Linked DNA regions of Sus scrofa: region 2 is linked to region 1. Evidence: chromatin contacts called from public HiChIP or PLAC-seq data. All regions are on one chromosome and are shown on one strand. The core of a region is the stretch at or near the end of the contact, and the rest is flanking DNA. Distances in the headings are between cores, read along the strand shown. Region 1 holds the start of KATNBL1 (chromosome 15 open reading frame 29). Region 2 holds the start of CHRM5 (muscarinic acetylcholine receptor M5).

Region 1 (3,767 bases), core at 1,084-3,583:
AGATCTGTTCCTTACACTCTTTTCACCCTCTTCTGGTAAGGGCCTAGCAAATGTCTTTTGTGTAGTGGGTCATCAGGAAATTCCTGTTCATGATGATAGTGATGAAGAAGGAGCTTGAGAGGAAGTGACTTCACCAATGCGTTGAGTTTTTGTTTTCTTTAAAAGTGCACACCCACTTAGTGGAAGTCATACTCAGGGAATGTTCTATGTTGCACACTCCAAGAACCCAGGGCTCCTGCTCCTACTCACTCACCCTGCTGGCCTCTCCCAAAAGTCCCACCTGTTACCAGGCATGGCCCAAAACAGGGCATGTGCCTGCTTGTGCTTCGCACAATCTTTGAGGCCCTCAGAGGCAATGCTTATGCAAGACATAAAAACACTTCTCCCATCAACCTAAAGCTGTGCCTGAAATGTTCACCATTTAATTTTTTTGTTTTAAGGAGCTTTTTACAAGGGAGGATACATTATTATTATGACCTAATAATATTTTAGTTCTGATTAGTTTATATGCCAGGCCTCCCATTGGTCTGAGCTCCCATGGCCTCTAGGATATACATTTTTCTCATTTCATTCACTACAATGTATTGGAATGATCTCTTTCCCTGTTTGTCCAAGTCACTGTCAGCTCCGCCTGGTACAATGTCAGCCTGGCACATGGTGGGCCCTCAAAAATATGTTGAATCCAACTTAAATGACCTGCTCTTTAGGCAGCCCTGGGGAGTTCTGAAAGGTGTGCTTAGGGAAATGAGTCAAGGAATTAGAGTCTTGCAGTGAAAAACTGCCCCATTAAAGGCACTACTCCATTGTCTTCTCCAAGGGATGAGAGTCTCACCAAAGACAAATTTGTTCTTGACACAGTTTGGTTAACCTTGACCAGTAGCTTGCCTTTGAAGATGGATAAACTCTGTCTGCACTAAGATGAAGATAATTAAAAGCATATAAGGGACAGATCCAACCCTAATCTCACAGGCTAGTGTAGCTCATCCCAAAGTGACTGAGTCTGCTTCCTGGGGACAGGGTCTACCTCATACATATTTGTGTTCTTAAGAGTCCAGTACAGGAGTTCCCGTCGTGGCGCAGTGGTTAACGAATCCGACTAGGAATCATGAGGTGGCGGGTTCGGTCCCTGTCCTTGCTCAGTGGGTTAACGATCCGGCGTTGCCATGAGCTGTGGTGTAGGTTGCAGACGCGGCTCGGATCCCGCGTTGCTGTGGCTCTGGCGTACGCCGGTGGCTACAGCTCCGATTCGACCCCCTAGCCTGGGAACCTCCATGTGTCGCGGGAGCGGCCCAAGAAATAGCAACAACAACAAAAAGACAAAAGCCAAAAAAAAAAAAAAAAAAGAGTCCAGTACAGAGTCTGGCATATATTAGGAACTAAAAAAGTAATAGCTAAAAATATAGCTTACCATGTGCCAGACACATTCCTCTAAGAATTTCCTATGTATTAACTCATGTAATCCTATCATCTATGAAGCAAATACTGTTATCATCCCCATTTTAAGATGGGGAAACCAAAGCACACAAGAGTTTATATGACTTGCACAAGGTCACAAAGCTCTGGAGTCTGTTTTAAATACGTTCCTTAGTGCAATTGAACGGGAATGATGAATAAACCTCTCCCTTTTTTTTGTCTTTTTAGGGCCGCACCCACAGCATATGGAGGTTCCCAGGCTAGGGGTCCAATGGGAGCAGTAGCCGCCAGCTTATGCCACAGCCACAGCAACACCAGTTCGGAGCCGCGTCTGCGACCTACACTGCAGCTCACAGCAACGCAGGATCCTTAACTCGCTGAGCGAGGCCAAAGATCGACCGGCAACCTCACTTCCTAGTCGGATTCATTTCCACTGCGGCACCAGGGAAGCTCCATCCCTGAACCATATTTATTTTATTTTATTTTTTTGGTCTTTTTGCCTTTTCTTGGGCCGCTCCCGTGGCATATGGAGGTTCCCAGGCTAGGGGTCTAATCGAAGCTGTAACCGCCAGCCTACGCCAAAGCCACAGCAACACCAGATCCGAGCCGCGTCTGAGACCTACACCACAGCTCATGGCAACGCCGGATCGTTAACCCACTGAGCAAGGCCAGGGATGGAACCCGCAACCTCATGGTTCCTAGTCGAATTCGTTAACCACTGTGCCACGAAGGGAACTCCTGCACCATGTTTTTATAGCAGATTGTTTGCACTTAATGTACAACACTTAAAGCACAGTCTCTCCCGCCAGACTGGCACTAGCGCAAAGTTATTCTTTGACTCTGACCCACCCTCAGTCCCTAAAGCAGTACTTGCCGCAAGACTGCCGTGCGTACCCGTGGCCGCCAGGGGGCACTATGCCCCCGCGCCCTCTTTCCCCTCCCTCCAGTCCTACGCAACCTGAGAGCCCCGCTGGGAGGAGCCTCCGAGACGCCCTCGGGGGAGCTATCCCGGCGGGCCCCGCGCGCGGCCGCGTTTGAATGGCCCTGAGTGGGACTCGGCCGGGAGCCGAGAGATAGTCCGGGCGCAGTCGGCTGGCGCCGGGGCTGCGCGGAGGCGCCGCGGTACCATGAGGCGCCGGTAAGTGACAACCTGGCCTGCGCCAGCCCCGTGCCCGAAACTGCCCTGCCGAGGCCGGGCTTCTCCTCGGGCCTGACCGCGCCCTACCCCACCTGCAGGCCCCGCGGCGGCCTCCGCTTACCCCGGCCCGTGGCGGGGCCGCCCGGGTCGGGGGTCTGGGCGGCGAGGTCCGGGTGGAGCCCCTGTCTGGCCGCGGCGAGGACGGTCGCCGCAGCGAGCGCTGGAGGCCACCCGGGTGGGCGAGGGGTCCGCCGGGAGAGGCGTGGACGGAACCTGCTGTCACTTATCCTCGGGTGGAGCCGACTGGTGCACCCCGGGGAGGGGGAAGGACGCTGCGCGTCTGGGGCGCTCTGTTTGAGGACAGGTTTTCCCGAGAGCCGCCCAGGCCCGGCCTTGGTATTTCCTTATTTTCTGTCGGGTGCTTGCTTCCCTGACACATAAGCTTTTGTGTAGCAGGACAAAAACTTGACATAACTGCATAAGAATTGCTGATTGCAACCTTAAAAACCTCATTGTATTTTCTGAAAAGTTGATCTGTAACAGTACCTAGGCTTTTACCACGCTCTTAAATTGGCTTAAATGTGGAGATAACAAAGAGTTGATTTGTTTCTTCTGGCTTGTAAAATTCCTTGAAAACAGAGGTGTCTATGTCGGTTTCTCTGCAGATTAAAGAAAAAAAAAACTGTAACAGAAATTAGGTCTGTAATAATCACCAGCTTAGCATTGGCAAAAATTATGAAAAAAAAATAGTCCACCTAATAGCTTAAATTTGTGTAGTTTATCCTTCTTGTTTGTTTTTTAACCAGTTTCAGACTTGATTCAGGACTTAATACTTTTGCTTGGCTAATAACTAGCGCTGTAGTGATAAGAATGGCTGATATTTATTTCGTGCTTTGTATATGCTAAGCACTTTGAGAGCTTTGCTTTGGGACAGATGCTGTTATTATTCCCACTTTGACTAGGAGGAAACTGAGGCACAGAGAAGTTAAGTAACTTGTATAAGATGTAATTGGTACCAAAGCTGGGTTGGCTCCACCTTTTAACTATGTTTCTCTACTGCCTCCTTTATAGGTGGCTCTTTTTAGTTTACAGAGCACTTTCATTTCATTTACTTCTCTCAACTGGGGAGATAATATACATGCCTTGGTGTACACATGCATACGTTACCAAATCGAGTTCTCTGCTCTTGCTGACATAATTAAGTTTTGTGCATTGA
Region 2 (3,900 bases), core at 1,193-3,692, 140 kb after region 1:
GAGGAAGAGTTGTTCTGTGGGGACCAGGAATTGGCATCAGTTGTGAAAAGGAAGAGCAAGAGCTTCATTCAGAGGCAAAGACAGGAAAACATACCACTGTACAGAGCACATAGTAGCTGCGTAATAAGTACTGATCAGTTTATAAAGAAAGAGAGTCTTAGAAGCCAGTTGAATATCACTCTGTTAACAGGTGGCACTGACTTACATTCTCCTGGTTCTTACTGAAATGAGACATCTTCATAGACACATATTGCACAAAATGGACAGGTTTCCACCTGGTCTCCACCATTCCCCACAGAAGGTTAAACAGAAGCTCCCTCAGTCTTTGTTCATTGTGTCCAGCATGCCTCCTCCTGCGAAGGACCATGAATCTGTCTCTTTACTTTGGTGTCAAACCCCAGTGGCATCAGGTGACCCTGGTCATAGACAAGATCACTCAATACAGCAGTGATTGTGGCAGCTGTGACACCTTCCTTTTGGTGACAGACCTGGAGCCTTTACAAAGTCCTCAGGGACTCAAAAGGACAGATGTCTTTTTGGAAAGTTAACCAGAATCAGCTGGCCCCTGCCTCCTCCTAAGAGGCAGTAGACCTCTTTATTCTTTGAGGGGAATTGTTACTCTTCAGGGGAGCTTGCTGTTCCCCTGCCAGTACAACTTCTCTTCCACTTTTTTCTTTTTCCATCGGCAGAGAAGCAGCATCTTAAAGGTTTCCTGAAGGTTCTGTTGCAGAGGGCATAGCAGATGGGGTTGACAGTGCTATTGACGTAGCACAACCAGTAGCCCAAGTGCCACAGAGAGACTGGGACACACTTGTCACAGAAGGTGGAAACCAGGACCATGATATTGTAAGGGGTCCACGTGATAATGAAAGCCAGGAGAATGGCACTCAAGGTCTGGGCTGCTTTCCGCTCTTTGACGAGGACCATCCTCTTTCGTTTGGTCATCTGATGGCTGAGGCTGGGATCGAGGCCCTTGGTTGAAGGGTCCTTGGACACTGGGAAGGAGCAGGGCATGATTTTCACCTTGTGACATCCGTTGTTGGTGTCTGGGGTCCCATCAGCTTTTACTACCAACCGGAACTTATAGGCCACACATTTCTGACTCTTGGGTCGCTGAGCCGAAGCTGGAGACAGGAAGTATTTGGGGGTGTCATAGTCATTTTTTTCAGTTTGAGCGTTCGCAAGAGTTTCCTTGGTCTCTTCAGCACTGAATTTTTCCCTCGGGCTTTCCTTGGCCTGGCTCTTGTAGACCACTTGGAAGACAGGGGCAGTGGTGGGCTTGTCCTCGTCTTCTGAGGAGGGGTAGCTGCTACAGGTGGTTAGCTGCTCGGCTTTGGCCCACTCAGTGCTCGGGCAAGAGGCTTGGGAGGGCTTCCCAGGGGTGGAAGTGCTCCTGCGGGAGGATGACCAAGAGGCTTGGTTCCTTTCCCTCTGGGCCAGTGGGGGCCGAGGGCAGCTAAAGCAGGACCTGAGCAGCACCTTGTGAGCTGGCTTGCTCTTCTCCACTTCAGCCACTGAGTCAGAGCCCTGGAGATCAGCCAGGTCCTTGGTTCGCTTCTCTGTTTCCCGGTAGATTCGGCAGTAGAGGATTGTCATGACGGAAACAGGGATGTAGAAGGCAGCAATGGCCGTGCCGAAAGTGATGGTGGGCTCAGACAGGAACTGGATCTGGCACTCATCTGGTGGTACCGTTCGTTCCCCAACCAAGTACTGCCAGCAGAGGATCGCTGGGGCCCAGAGGATGAAGGAGATCAGCCATGCCAAGCCAATCATGATGCCAGCCCTCTTTGGGGTACGCTTGGCCCGATACGTCAGCGGTCTTGTGATAGAAAAGTAACGGTCAAAACTGATCACCAGAAGGTTCATGACAGAAGCATTGCTGGCCACGTAGTCCAGTGCAAGCCAAAGGTCACAGCCAGACTTCCGAGAGCCCAGCGTCCCATGAGGATGTATGTCGTGTAGAGGTTCATGGAGAAGATCCCAATGATGAGATCTGCACAGGCTAAGCTGAGCAGATAATAGTTGTTAACTGTCTTCAGCTGGCTGTTGACTTTGAAGGAGATCATGACTAAGACATTGCCCACAATGGTGATCAGGCTCACCACAGCCGTCACAGCTGCGATGGTGATCACTTCCCACAACCCATGGCGTTCCAAAGGTTGGTGATTCACGGGGGTGCCATTGATGGTGGTTGCATTGTGGTAAGAGTCCCCTTCCATCCTGGTGCAAGAGTTTACATTAGGAGAAGGCTTAGATTCTAGGCTGTTCTCTTTTCTATCTTGCCTCCTTCGGCCAGGTTCTGGAAGAGAGAGAAATACATTAGTTCTACTCACCAGCTTACATTTATTTTCCACTCATTGTTTTTTTTTAAACTGAATGAATTTCATTACATTTATAGTTGTACAATGATGATCACAACCCAATTTTACAGCATTTCCATCCCCACCCCCCTGCAACCTGTCTCCTTTGGAAACCATACATTTTTCCAGTCTGTGAGTCAGTTTATGTTCTGCTAAGTCCATTGTATCCTTTTTTAGATTCCACATATAAATGATAGCATATGATGTTGGGGTCTCATTGTCTGACTAACTTCACTTAGCATGATAATTTCTAAATTCATCCACGTCACTGCAAATACCCTTATTTCATTCCTTTTTATGGCTGAGTAATATTCCATTGTGTATATGTACCACAACTTCTTGATCCACTCCTCTGTCAATGGACATTTAGGTTGCTCCCATGTCTTGGCTATTGTATATAGTACTGCAATGAATATTGGAGTACATGTATCTTTTCAAGTCATGGTTTTCTCTGGATAGATGCCTAAGAGTGGGATTGCTTGATCAAATGGCAATTCTGTATTTAGTTATCTGAGGAACCTCCATGCTGTTTTCCATAGTGGTTGCACCAATTTACATTCCCACCAACAGTGTAATAGGGTTTCCTTTTCTCCATATCCTCTCTAGCATTTATTGTTTTCAGACTTTTTTGATGATGGTCAGTCTGGTTAGTGTAAGGTAGTACCTTATAGTATTTTTTATTTGCATTTCTCTAATAATTAGTGATGTTGAACATCTTTTCATGTCTTTTTTGACCTTTACATCTTTGGAGAATTGTCTGTTAAGATCTTCTGCCATTTTTTGTGGGGTTGTTTGTTTTTTGGTATTGAGGAGCAGGTGTTTATATATTTTGGAGATTAATCCCTTGTCAGTTGTTTCATTTGCGAATATTTTCTCCCAATATGTGGGTTGTCTTTTCATTTTGTTTATGCTTTTCTCTGCTGTGCAAAAACGTTTAAATTTAATTCGGTCCCATTTGTTTATTTTTGTTTTTGTTGTCATTACTCTAGGAGGTAGATCTGAGAAGATATTTCTGTGGTTTGTTAGAGAGTGTTCAGCCTATGTTTTCCTCTAAGAGTATTATAGTAGCAGTCTTATATTTAGGTCTTTAATCCATTCTGAGTTTATTTTTGTGTATGGTGTTAGGAAGTGTTCTAATTTTATTCTTTTACATGTAGCTGTCTAGTTTTCCCAGCACCTCCACTCATTGTTTATAATTTCTAAAAGAACATTAAATGTCCCACACCTTTTCAGAGCGAGATGCTAAAATATCTAAAGCTTTGATTACAGTTTCATATAGGCATCATCCCTTTGCTTTTTATGATTACCGATGTACAAGAGCCTTTCCTGTTATGAGGCTGCTGCCCTCTTGTGGTTCCTATGGGCATTTTTTTCTTTTTAGAGCCTAATGTGGACGTTCCCAGGTTGGGGATCCAATCAGAGCTACAGCTGTTAGCCTACGCTGCAGCCACAGCAACACTAGATCTGAAGTGCATCTTTGACCTAGAGAGCAGCTCACAGCAACGCTGGAGCCTTAACCACTGAAGGAGGCCAGGGATCA

Evidence for each region. HiChIP or PLAC-seq counts read pairs in DNA pulled down with a chosen protein or histone mark.
Region 2: a contact with region 1 is called in an H3K27ac HiChIP or PLAC-seq map of alveolar macrophages. The contact joins the promoter of CHRM5 here to the promoter of KATNBL1 in region 1. A contact is called at or near these places in 14 of 47 Hi-C or Micro-C datasets (alveolar macrophages, blood, embryonic fibroblasts and 9 more) and 2 of 2 datasets of contacts at active chromatin or transcription factors (alveolar macrophages and skeletal muscle).

Annotation. Positions count from the first base shown.
Region 1 is chr7:80,285,656-80,289,422 of Sscrofa11.1, forward strand. It overlaps KATNBL1 (chromosome 15 open reading frame 29), which reads left to right and starts at 2,334. Exons shown (of 10, transcript NM_001190181.1): 1 at 2,334-2,551.
Region 2 is chr7:80,426,745-80,430,644 of Sscrofa11.1, forward strand. It overlaps CHRM5 (muscarinic acetylcholine receptor M5), which reads right to left and starts at 2,443. Exons shown (of 3, transcript XM_021099908.1): 1 at 1,919-2,443; 2 at 714-1,916; 3 at 1-711. The coding sequence starts at 2,219. The coding sequence ends at 623.